2 separate regions of the Mus musculus genome follow, and region 2 is linked to region 1. Evidence: chromatin contacts called from public HiChIP or PLAC-seq data. All regions are on one chromosome and are shown on one strand. Each heading gives the region's core, a stretch centred on a gene start, on an enhancer-like site or on the middle of the called end of the contact. The rest is flanking DNA. Distances are from core to core; before and after follow the strand shown.

Evidence for each region. HiChIP or PLAC-seq counts read pairs in DNA pulled down with a chosen protein or histone mark.
Region 2: a contact with region 1 is called in a CTCF HiChIP or PLAC-seq map of CD8 T cells, with 9 read pairs. The contact joins two enhancer-like sites. A contact is called at or near these places in 3 of 15 datasets of contacts at CTCF or cohesin (CD8 T cells, large pre-B cells and pro-B cells), 9 of 484 Hi-C or Micro-C datasets (CD4 T cells, CD8 central memory T cells, Sertoli cells and 6 more) and 5 of 115 datasets of contacts at active chromatin or transcription factors (CD8 T cells, effector CD8 T cells, embryonic fibroblasts and 2 more).

Annotation. Positions count from the first base shown.
Region 1 is chr4:101,213,643-101,219,769 of GRCm38.p6, reverse strand. All of the region lies in intron 1 of Jak1 (Janus kinase 1), which reads left to right. It also overlaps the pseudogene Gm19063. Among named protein-coding and RNA genes, the nearest start is that of Gm24468, 30 kb to the right of the region's middle. Within about 2 kb of position 2,284, at least 52 of the 459 cell types and tissues checked have an H3K27ac peak or open chromatin away from gene starts, as enhancers often do. A contact at or near this core is called in CD8 T cells and CD8 central memory T cells, where this site is marked.
Region 2 is chr4:101,317,603-101,324,050 of GRCm38.p6, reverse strand. No RefSeq gene overlaps it. Among named protein-coding and RNA genes, the nearest start is that of Gm12796, 25 kb to the right of the region's middle. Within about 2 kb of position 3,275, at least 30 of the 459 cell types and tissues checked have an H3K27ac peak or open chromatin away from gene starts, as enhancers often do. A contact at or near this core is called in CD8 T cells and CD8 central memory T cells, where this site is marked.

The DNA of each region.
Region 1 (6,127 bases), core at 1,035-3,534:
CACCGGTGAAGCATTTCATGGTGGCTGGAGGTGGAAGACTGCAGGTTCCATAGAGATACACTTCCTGATCTCATGGTGCAACTTTTCTGTTAATCATGGACGTCCTTTTTTTAGCACCTTTTTTTTCCCCAGTGCTCCTCCCCCCATCTCTGGAAGAACATCCCATTAAGAACTCTTCTGAGACAGTATAATATGTCAGATCCTGTCCCCATTTTCTTAGGAGTCATTTGAAGTCTGGAAGAGGAACATCATTAGGAAAAGTAATGGTTTTTTTTTTGTTTGTTTGTTTGTTTTGTTTTGTTTTTGTTTCTGTTTTTCTGTCCTCAGTTTGTTACAGGAAGCACACACTGACTGTGAAAGAGGACAAACTGGCAAAGGGAATTCTTGCTCTGTCAGAATTTAGAAGGTTGCTACTATTTGAAACCACCTTTAAAGGAACACACAGTATTTTGTAGCTGGAGAGGACAAGGTAATTGGTGTTGATGTATGTCTACTTACCAGTCCCATTGGGTCAGAGCTTTAAATATAGCATCTTGTTAATGTCTTTGTTTTTATGCTATTTTCTTTGAGACAGGCCCTCACCATGTAGCCCAAACTGGCCTTGGATTCATAGTCCTCCCACCTCAACCTTCCCAGTGCTAGAATTACAAGCTGTGCTACTGTCTTCAGTTGGGAGGGGGTTTTTAAAATTTGAAAACCATGTCAACATACAGAAGATTACTTGAAGTATAACTCTACAATTAAAGAAAAATACCCACATGTCCACCAGTCAGATTTAGAAAAAGGATATTGCTGGTATCTTAGGAAGTCACCAGGTATCCCACTCTATCACATTTTCTCCAGGATAGCAGCCATACCTACCCTTTTCATTAGTCATTTCTTTTCTTAAGTAAGTGCAAGCCCCAGTATATGTAAGGAATGGGCTGTGTGCCCTTGCTAGACAGAGGCTCCTAGAACAGCTTCATGCCCCCGATGAAAGTCAGTACCCCTGCATCTGATTAGATTGGATGTAGAAACCTTCTAATGAGGTAGCTATGTGAGCAGGGCTTCTCAGAGTTTGAGGGCCTGGAGGACTGAAACAGCTGTTTGGAATGGGAGAAGGTGTCAAGGGGAGGGGCAGCTCTTCTTAGCTTTTGTCCAACTCTCCACCATAAGTAAAGCAGAATACTTTAGTAAGATGCTCTTCATAGAGTCAGAGAGTAGACACGGAGAGAAAACTAGAGTCCTGACTCTCTAAGCTGTTATAAAGAAAAGTCTTGTTTAGTTACGAATGTAGCTCAGAGCCACCCAGACCTTTGGGCCCCTGACACATGTCTGTAGGGATCTTGTTGATGACAGCTTTCAAGAAAACATTCTCCTTACCCCATTCTTTCACAGGGTCTTGTTTAGCCCAGGCTGGCAGTGAATTCTTGGTCCTCTGCCTCAGCCTCCTAAGTGCTGGGAATGCATGTGTACCACCGTGCTTGGCTTCATCTCTCTCTTGAACACCACTGTCTGAAGTGTGGACTGGTTATGGTGGGCTGTGACTAACACAGACCCCCATCTTCATCTCTCTCTCTCTCTTGAACACCACAGTCTTAATATGGACTAACGGTTATGGCAGATGGCTACCACAGCTCCCATCCTGAGCTCTCTACTCTAACCCAGCAATTCCTGGAGCCTGTCTTGCTTGGTTATTTCTTGTGTGGACTCTGATTGCTTATTAGTTTCTTGGAAATTTTTTTGAGATATTTCATAAATACTGATTGACTCTGCCTTTTTATCCGAAATTGGTGATTTGGCTGCGTATGAGCTTTTAGGTTGGGAAATTTTACCTTGAGAATTTTGAGGACCCTGGATGGTGGTGTCCTTGTTTTCTCTGCAGTGCAGTTGTTTTAAGGCCTCTTAAGTATTTTAACGTCTTGATCGTCAGCGTATGGTATGCTCCATTCTTCATCAGGAGATTACAGACTTGTTCCTAGTGTTCTGTGAATCTCAGGAAAGCCCGGAGCAGGGCTGTCTTCCTCTCTTATATCAGCCCTTTCCTGCTGGCTACTTTTGGACTTGTGTTCTGGGAAATGATTCTTGCTAGTCTTTGCTGATGATTTTCATCCTTCTGCCATCTCTTGTCTTTCTTTTAGGAACTAAGAGTTGTCACCATCTGGACTAGTCCTCTTTTTATTCCTTTCTTGTCTCTTTTCAGACACAAACAATTAAGGCTAAACCTTGACCAGACTTTTCAGCTAAGCTTGTAAAAATTAAGGTATGATCTGTGTGCACCAGAGTGTACAAACCCAAGTGACTGTGCTGTTTTGAGAGTTGTGTACACAACAGAACATTACATCAATTTAGAAAGTTCCGAAAGGCCCCTTTCAGTCTGCCTTTTTCATTTCCGTTTTTTTTTTTTTAAGTGGTTGTTTTGTTTTCTGAAATGCCACTTAAGAAACTACTCTTCCCTTCTTGGCAATTTTTCTTTTTATCTATTTGAACAGTTTCACATTCTCTGTGGAGCACCCCCCCCCCCCCTTTTATACTGTGAGTTGCCTTTCTCTGTCTGCATTGGCTGCTTTCTGTAGGCAGCTGTTTACTTTAGCTGTTTGCTAGGGGTGGGTGTTGAGCTTGTGGCTGTGGCTTCTGAACTTTGAACTTCATTGGTGAGACTGGATTGAACTATTAGCTGTTAGTGTTCTGAGGTCTCTTCTGGTGAGATGGTGCCATTACTCCTGTTTCTAGAGTTGGGGAGTGGCTGCCACATCTTTGAGACTGTAATGAGGGTGTAGTTTGCAGCACCCAGAGTTTATGTACAGATGTTTGATGTGCTAGGGGGTCCCTCTGGCTTGCTTGGCATCTCTAGTCTCCATATCCTTCCCAGAAAATATGCCTGTAGACTCATTATTCTTTAGTCACAGCTACTAGCCACATAGCAACCATTTGGCTTTGTTTGTTTTGGTACTAATGGTTAGACTCAAGGCTTTGTTCATGCTGAATATGTGCTTCATCATTGAGTGACACCCTTAACCCTCATATCATTTTGAGGTGATTGATATTCACTAAGTCAGTTCTTTGGGCCAGTAGCCCCACTTTCAGTGCTCAGTGGCCAGCTGTTAGACAGGACAGGTGCAGAACAGTTTGTTATCATGGAGAAGTGTACAGGATAGTGCTGCGCTAAACCTTTGTGAGGGCAGAAGGCTGGAAACAGGATTCTTCTCCTCAGAGGTTTTTTCTCAGCCTCTTCTCTACTTGCTACTGTGTTCTGGTGAGTGCACTCCAGGAATGCACGCTGACACCTTGATGCTCGCTCCGTTGGCTTGGTCCTCTGTTCTGCCAGTATGAGTCTGGACTTCTGTGCTCATGGGCTAAGTCCTTTTCCCACACATCCACTTTCTTGTCCCCAAATGCTAGCTGAAGTTTCTCCTGTCTTCTCCTGTCACCAATTTGTAGATTTGATCCTTAAATAATAATTTAAAAAGCCTTACTTTATTTTACATAAATACTTTGAGTAGGTGCTTCATTGTAGTGGGATTTCAGGGACTGATACTGGACTGGCGTTTACTCTCACTTTAACCGGGGATCTTGACTCATTGACTCTCAGCTCTACAAATAAGGTAGAGATGTGCTGCTATTTTCAGTTTTCACTGAAGAGACAGGTGAAAAAACTGCCTCAAAAAAATCACACCAACAACTGCTAAGTGGGATACAAACTTGCATAAGATTTACCAAGTGGGATTCAGACTTACATTAATTTACCAAGTGGAGTACAAACTTACATGAGAATTTGTTTGTCTGTTTGTGGCCTAGATTGGTCTTTAATAGAATTCAGCGTGCTGCTTCAAAGTCTAGGGGGATTATAGTCTTGTTTAGTATCTTGTGTTCGGAAAAGACCACTTAAATATTATAGTTGTGTTTTAAAGATATCCATGCAGATATTTTTGCTTTGCTAAAGTCCTTAGTGGTTCTTTCTCAGAGTGTCTGTTCTCGCCCAACTGTTTATGTCTCGGTTAGTCTAGGACTTTATGCCAGTGTCCTCCCGCACAGCTGCTGAAGAGTCTGACAGCAGGAGCAGTCCCTTGTTTAATGTAAGCCTTTATTCCCTACCTCTAGTTACTGGGCTGGAGCTGTTGCCTACCTGGCTTTAGTTAAACTTTACTTTTTGTAAAGTGAATCATGCTTATCTTTGAATCTCTAGTGCCTGCCTCAATGTCTGAGGATTTGCAAATGCTAGGGTCAATTTAATTTCTTAGAAATTTGTAAAAAGTGTGTGTGTATGGGGGGGGGGTTGGGAAAAGGGATAACATTTGAAATGTAAATAAATAAAATATCCAATAAGAAAAAGAAAAAGAAAACTGTCAACTCAAAGATTAGCATTGTATCTGGAATCATTACTACATTAAATCATCATGTAGAATTCAATTTTTATTGAACCCAAAGCTTATTATGCTAACTGTGGAAAGTATTTATTCATACCCAAGTCTGTATAACTCCTTGCCTAATAATAAGACTTCAGTAATCTCTAGTTTGCATGAAAAAGGACACCTAGTTTACTTAAATAAACAGAAGCAAAATTTCTAAAAAATTTTTTGTTAAAAGGATTTATTTATTTTGTGCATATGAATATTTTTGCTCTTATGTGTGGCTATGTACCATGCGCATGCCTGGTGCTTACAGAAATCAGAAGAGGTCATTGAGTCCCCTAGAACTGGACTTACAGATGGTTGTGAGCCACCATGTGAGAGCTAGGAACAGAACATGGGTCCTCTGTAAGAACAGCAAGTGCTTTTAACTGCTGAACCATCTTTCCAGCCCCACATAATTTCTTTCTTTAAAAAGATTTTTGCTTATACTTTGACAGTTTCATAAATATATACAGTTATCTTGATCATATCCATACTCCACTATCCTGTCCCTCTTCCCCTGTATCCCTCCTCATCACATTTCCCTGTGTCTCCCCTGCCCACCTTCATATCATTTAAATATTTTTTATAACTTACTGAGTCCACTTAGTGCTCTCTGAATGTGCTCGGGTGCAGGGCCATCTACTGGAGTATGGGTAACCTGCTAAGAACTTTTAGCCAAAGAAAATTGACTTTTTCTTCAACAGCCGCCATCAACTGTCAATATTGCTCTTCAGCTAGGGGTGGGGCCTTATGAGCCCCTACCCCATTCATGCTTGAATGTTGCCTGGCTTGATTTTCTGCAGGTAATCTGATCTCTTTTTTCCTGTCTTAATATCTATTATTTTTCTGTTCATATCAGCCCCATGATATTTTCTACTGTGGAACCTTGTCTAATCTATTTTTATCTAGAATTACAAGATTGATTCTGCTTCCATAACACTTCAGTTCAAGATAAAGTATCACCTATCCATATGTGGTAGGCACATAAAAATTATTCGACTGAAACTGAGCCTTAGTGTTAAGTAAACTCATGGCAACAGACTTCCCTTTTGTTGCCTTTGAAATCTGACATGGGCAGGAGTTCCACTTTAAGCCTAATTTCCCAGCACAACAATATTATCACCCATCTTTACTTTGAAGTATTCCATTATGTGGCCACTGCACTAATCCAGGATATCTGAGAGGAAGCCTGGTTTTACCTTATGCAGTGGAATAGCTAAAACGTAGGAAATACTTGTGATGCAGGGTTATTTTTGAAACAGTTTCTCACCAATCGCTCAATTAGGGAAGTCCCAAACTACAATCGGGAACAGTCACTTTTCCTACATTTTCAAAGGCTGAAGATTTCATTTTTCAGAAGGACCGTCCATTGAGTACAAAGAGCTGTTACTATTGTAGGAACCAATTCTGCTGCCTTTTCCTGATGCTTATGTTCTCTACCAGTCTAAAGAAAATCCAAGAGTCTTCTGGTTCTTCTTCCGTTGAGACCCCAGTAGATGCTTTGGCTGCCATGTGCAGCTGGAGTGGAAGCCAGCCTTCTGAAAGCAGAAGGACTCAGGGTACTGTAGGTTACTTGGTAGATATTTAGAGAAGATCTTGAGATATAGGCTCATCGCCTTTGTCTGCCACTTCCTAGCAGTATGAACTTGGGAAACTACTTTAACCTTTCTTAAAACATAAACCGTGGGTGGGGTGAGCACTTCACAGGGCTAGTGCTGTGGTCTAGCTCTTTCATGCAGAGTGATTAGTCCAGG
Region 2 (6,448 bases), core at 2,026-4,525, 100 kb before region 1:
GGAGGAGGAGGAGGAGGAGGAGGAGGAGGAAGAGGAGGAAGGAGAGGAAGAGGAAGAAGAGGAGGAGGAAGAGGAGGAAGAGGAGGAAGGAGAGGAGGAGGAGGAAAAGGGAGGAAGAAGGAAAAAAGAGGAGGAAGAGAGGGGAAAAGAGAATGGGAGGGGAGGGAGGGGAGGAAAAGAAGGAAAAAGGAAAGGAGAGGAGAGGAGACATACTACCATAAACCTAAGAAGGAAATACCCTTGTTGGAGAAGCTGAATCAGTGTCCAAAAAGATCATTTCCCCCTACCATCCTGGAGCAAAAGTGGTTGGGAAAGTAGGTTGATGTCTATAATCCTAGCACCTGAAAAGTAAAAGAAGGATTGCAAAGTGAAGGTCAGGTAGGCTACAAAAAATGAAGAAAGGAAGGAGAGAGAGAGGGGAAGGGGGAGAAGAGAAGAGAAAAAAGTGAAGCGAGAAGGGAAGGGAAGGGAAGGGAAGGGAAGGGAAGGGAAGGGAAGGGAAGGGAAGGGAAGGGAAGGGAAGGGAAGAGAGGAGAGGAGAGGAGAGGAGAGGAGAGGAGAGGAGAGGAGAGGAGAGGAGAGGAGAGGAGAGGAGAGGAGAGGAGAGGAGAGGAGAGGAGAGGAGAGGAGAGGAGAGGAGAGGAGAGGAGAGGAGAGAAGAGAAGAGAAGAGAAGAGAAGAGAAGAGAAGAGAAGAGAAGAGAAGAGAAGAGAAGAGAAGAGAAGAGAAGCTATTAAGGTCAGAATTAGAAAGTAGCCTCTAACCTCCCAAATAGTGAATAGGCCCAGTAATTTTGGAGGAATTATAAGATATGGTATAGACCCTGGGTGTAAGACCAGAACTTCAAAGTTCTCTGATATATTTTAGCACCAAGAACAAACAGCATCCACTCAGTCTGGAGTATTTTAAAAACTTAGAACATTGAACTGGAGAGATGCATACTCATAAGTTTAATTCAGCAATTAAGACTGCGTACTGCATACTACAGAAGACCCCAGTTCTGTTCCCTGCCTCTATGTTGGGTGGTGTACAACCTATAACTCCAGCCCCAGGGGGATCTAATGCCTCTATAACAACAACTTCAGGGGGATCTGATGGCTCTGACCTCTATAGGTGCTTCTCATCCACATACCCACACCCATGCCCATGCCTGTGCCTATGCCTATACCCAGACACATAATTAAAAGCAAACTAAAATAAGGGCAGTGCAAATGGGACATCTGTATCATATTCCCTAGTCCAAGGATCAAGGACCATCATGGAAGAGGGGTGGAAAATTCTAAGACTCAGAGGTCAGGGAGGACTGGAGAGAAACAATTTCTTCTTGACATTGCAGGACCACCCCACCCATGACCTCACAGCAGCTGGAGTTGCCTACACAAGACATGCACAGGGACAAGGCAGTCAGCACTCCAGCAGGGAGGGGGAGGGACTCATGAACCCCTACCCCAGCTGATGTCTTGGCAGTTGATGGCTTCCAAGGGTGTGTGTGTGTGTGTGACAGTTTTCTTTAAGGGTGTGGTCCATGGTAGGCCCACTACACTTCAGTGGATGGTCCCACACAACATAACAATATAGGAAGCACAGACTGGGGACAGTGGGCTGTAGAAATACGAAGAAGTCAGAAAGTTTGGGAAGGGTAGGGAATGAGAATGGACGGATCTAGGAGGAGTTAGGGGGAACAGTATCCGGGCAGTGCATGTAATCAAAATGCATTGTGTGCATTTGTGAAATCATCAAAGGATTGATAACAATTATATTTAAAATGATAGAACAAACCAGGAACTGTGGTGCACAGCTTTAATCCCAGCACCCTTAAGGCAGAGGCAGGGGGATCTCTGAGAGCTCAAGTCCAGCTGGGGTCAACATATCAAGTAGCCAAGAATACACGGTGAGATCTTGTCTCAAAAAGTAATAATAATAAAACAAGAGTGTTGAGGGACCTCTGTTATCCACATTGTCTCCATCATATCCAGAGGCTATGGTAAATGATGACTAAATTAGGGAGAACCAACCCTAGATGGTTAAACTACTAAAAAAAAAATTGGATATTTCAAAATAGCTATGAAAGAGCTATTACTCAAGCTTGGGCCCAGTTGCATAGGCTGTGCATGCAGCCAGTCAGCCAGGAAAGAAGTAGACCTTCTCCTGATGTAGGAGAGAAGGAGGGAGGGAGAGAGGGAGTGTGACGGTTTGAATATGCTTGGTTCAGGGAGTGGCACTATTAGGACGTGTGGCCTTGTTGGAGGAAGTGTGTCATTGTGGGTGGGGGCTTTAACACCCTCATCCTAGCTCACTAGAAGCCAGTCTTCTAGTGGCCTTCAGATGAAGATGTAGAACTCTTGGCTACTCCAGCACCATGCCTGCCTGGATGCTGCCATACTTGCACCTTGATGATAATGGACTGAACCTCTGAACCGGTAAGCCAGCCCCAGTTAAATGTTGTCCTTATAAGAGTTGCCTTGGTCATGGTGTCTGTTCACAGCAGTAAAACCCTAACTAAGACAGGGAGGCAGGGAGGAAGGGAGAAAGGAAACAGAGGCAGGGACAGACTTAACTCAACTGCAAGAACTAAAAGTCAAGAGAAGTACCAGGGAAATGATGTAAGAGAGAATGCAGTGATTAGCCAGTCAAAGAGAGTGTGGTCTTTTGGGTCTCCCATGTTTCCCCCGGTGTGGAAGGCCACTTTATACTCTGACTGAAAAAGTGAAAAATTACATTGAACGATCTCTAGAAATATTTCCAGTTCTGAGATGCAATTATTCTATCAAGTATTTTAGGGAAAGGATTTTGAGTCTCCAAGTTTTTCTGTAAACAAAATTAGTGGAAAGTTTTGAACAATATGGAACTCATAGTCAGGCACACACATGCAGCTGCCTCCTTCCTGATGATCTTGCTTTTGGTGGATAAATAGTTTTTTTCCAGTTTTAATTACATTTTATTTATTTATTTGTTTGTTTGTTTGTTTGTTTGTTTATTGTGTGTGTGTGTGTGTGTGTGCACGCAGTGTGGCACACACGTGGAAGCCAGAGGACAGTTTGCAAGGTCCATTCTGTCCTCTCACCCTGTGGGTCCCCAGGACCAAATTCAAGTTGTCAGGCTTGCCAACGGGAGCTACCTACTGAGATAGCTCACCCCAGCTTCTCGTTCTTTTTATAAGTTTTGTTCATTTATTCTTGTGTGTACAGGTGTTTTGCCTGCATATAGATCTGTGCAACACATGCATGCAGTGCCTCAGTAAGCCAGAAGAGGGTGTCAAAACCCCTGAGCCTGGACTTAACAAAAACTTAGAAGCCATCTCAGGGGTGATGGGGTTCAAACCCACTTCCTTTGGAAGAGCAGCCAGTGCTGTAAGCCCACCCCTTCCTGTCATCTCTCCAGCCCAGCATAGTTTGTTTCTTTTTCATCTATCTATCTATCTATCTATCTATCTATCTATCTATCTATCTATCTATCTATCTATCTGTTTTATTTATTTGTTTGTTTGTTTGTTTACAGACAGGTCTCACTTTGTAGAGACTGGCCTGGAATTTGCCATATAGATGAGGCTGGCCTTGAACTCACAGAGATCCATCTATCTCATAGCCTCTCTTTCAATCTCTCTCTCTTTCTCCCTCTTTTTCTTCCTTTCTTTTACTAATTATTTAAGTTAGCATGCAAAATAATGGGTTTCATCATGAAATTGTTCTAATACAAAATATTTATCAGGTTTGTGTATGCTTGCACACGCACCACAGGACACATGTAGAGAGATCAGAGGACAACTTAGAGGAGTTGACTCCTTCTACCACTCGGGTCCTGGAGATTGAACTCAGCAGGTCTGGCTTGGCCACAAACACCCTTAGCTCCTCAGCTTTCTCGTCGGCCCCACCCAGACATTTTTGTTCTTTTCTCAGTCTTCAAGCATATGTATTGAGTTTTTATGACTATTGTAATTGCCTAAGAACACTTTCTAATGTTTGTGTGTTTTCATGACTACCTAAAATTCCATTGAGTGGACATAGTGCAATTTATTACTCCCTAGGTACTTGGTGACTCAGTTCTCTTCAGTGTTTCGTTATTACAAAGAGCAGTGCCCTAGATTTTTTTTTTGAACCCACTGCAGCTCCATTTTGCTCTTAAAAAGTACTGTTTGCACACACACACACAAAAATTTAGAGCTCATTTGGTAACAAATTCCAAAGCTCAAAGCTCACTGGGGTCACTGGGGAAGGGTGATTGGTAAGTTATGATCAGCAAGCATAGAGGACCTAGAAAGACGCCATCTCAGGTCCCTCCCTGGTCTGACTTTCCCCAGACTGGCAGTCTCCACTCACTCCCAGTTTCTTCTCTCTCACAACTTTGGCCCCTGAGAGGCTCCAGTCTGCTTTGGAGATGGCCACCCAGGTCTACACTAGAGAGATGGGAGGTAACATTGCCTGGCCAGAGCTTTTAAATCTTTGGCATCTAACTTCTGACAAGGGCAGATTCCCTGCCCTTGTGACCTGGATGGGACCTTCTGTTCTATGATGAGGCAGGATTACTTAGTGTCTGCTGTGTTCTACTCCACACAGACACATCAACAAGACAGGGCTCCTCTGAACTTGTGTGAGTCTAACACCCAGATCTACTGAGTAAGCTCCTTGCATGTGTTAGATCTTAGGGATTTTGTTTTCCTTTTATTGTACACACACACACAAATTACTAATTTAATGATTCTATGTGTACAATTCAGTAGCATTCAGAACATACCTACTGTTGTGTAAACGTCACTCCTTCCCATATGCAGAATTTTGTCACCCTTCCAAACTGTAGTCTTTAAATTACCATTTTCATAATTCCTTTAGATATAGCCCCCGAGTCCATTGTTTAGAGAAATATGCAGGTACCTAACTCCCAAAGAAGGGTGGGGGAGGGAGAACATGATCATTGGTCACTCCAAGTATCTACTGAAAATGCCATTAAAAAAAAATTACTTTGCCTGTTTTGTAAATGTGATGTCTGCATGCTGGTGGCCAAAGAGCCAGAAGAGGGCACTGGATCCCTGGAAGCTGGAGTTGTACAGATAATTGTGAGCCACCTGGTGTGGGTGATGACAACTGAACTCAGGTCCTCTGCAAGAGCAGCAAGCACTCTTAACCACTGAGCCATCTCACCAGTCCACACCCCTTCCCCCACCCCCAGTACCAAGATCTTTAGTGGCACAGAACACTGGTGTGCATTATTTTATGTGCCCTTGTCCCACCCACCACAGGCCTTTTGCCTGTTTGGGTGTAGTTGTTTTTCAGTGTTAACCGAGTCGAGCTCTCATGCACACCAGTGTGTGCCTCACCAATGAGCTGCATCCTCATCTCACAGGACTGAAGTGTGGGGAGGGAGTCGGACCTGCTCAACATCTCCCATCTTACTGTCCACTCGAGGTGGGGTCTTCTCATTCCCAGGATGTTTCTCTTTCATGACATCTCAGAAATGTATTGTGCAATCAGACCTCATGATTCAGCGAGCCCACTTCTTACTCTTTCAGGTTGTAGAATAAGAAAGAAGGACCCCAAATTTGAAGTCAGTGGCTGGGCTCTGTAAGCATGAGCCCACAAGAAGTCCGATGGCTGGCTTAATCTACTAACTCCCACCTCGACAGGATTTACGGTAATAGCGTAATGTTGTACAATGTGGTGATTTTTGTAAACACCAGAGTGGAGAATGAGTTACTGACCCCTTCACTTTTACTGTAAAAGTCTTAAAATATTTGCTGGTATTACTAAGGCAATTTTTTAAAATGCTAGAGAGACCATTAAGAGGAAGCACGGGCACTTTTGCTGCTGTTTCGTGCCTTGTTCAGAGAAACATTCTGTGCCTAATCACCTTTGATTGCTTTATTTTTTTTTGTTTTGTTTAAGCAAAAAAAAATACCTTTGCCAAAGACTCCATTTTCAACAAAAATCACAGGAAGAAAGCTCTTGTGAGCTGAAGCTGCCCCCATGCCTTCCTAACAGGGCCAATGGTGTTTGCTATCAAACAATCTTTCCATTAAATTAATGGCTATATATTGGATTAGACACTCACCTTCCATTTGTCAGTCAGGGCCATTTCCTGACACTTACTTGAAAAGCAAACTACACAGGGTAGCTGAAGGAGTTCTTGTGATGGCTTTCACGTCTTTCCTGACCCTTCTTTTTGTATAAGACTCGCAGTCTACCTGTCTTCTTCCGTAGTGAGTAGTGTGTCTTCTCTTTGCCCACCAACCTGATGCTACTCCATAATTTTGCTACTGTTGTGGATCATAATGTAAGTATTTTGTAGACAGAGGTTTGCCAGAGAGGTCAAGACCCACAGGTTGAGAACCTCTAGGCAGGCTGCGCAGGACATGGGGCACAAGTCAGTAAGCAGCATTTCTCTGTGGTGTTTGCCTCAGCTCCTGACTCCCACTCGTGCTTTGAATTCCTGCCTTGACTTTGCTTTATGATGGACT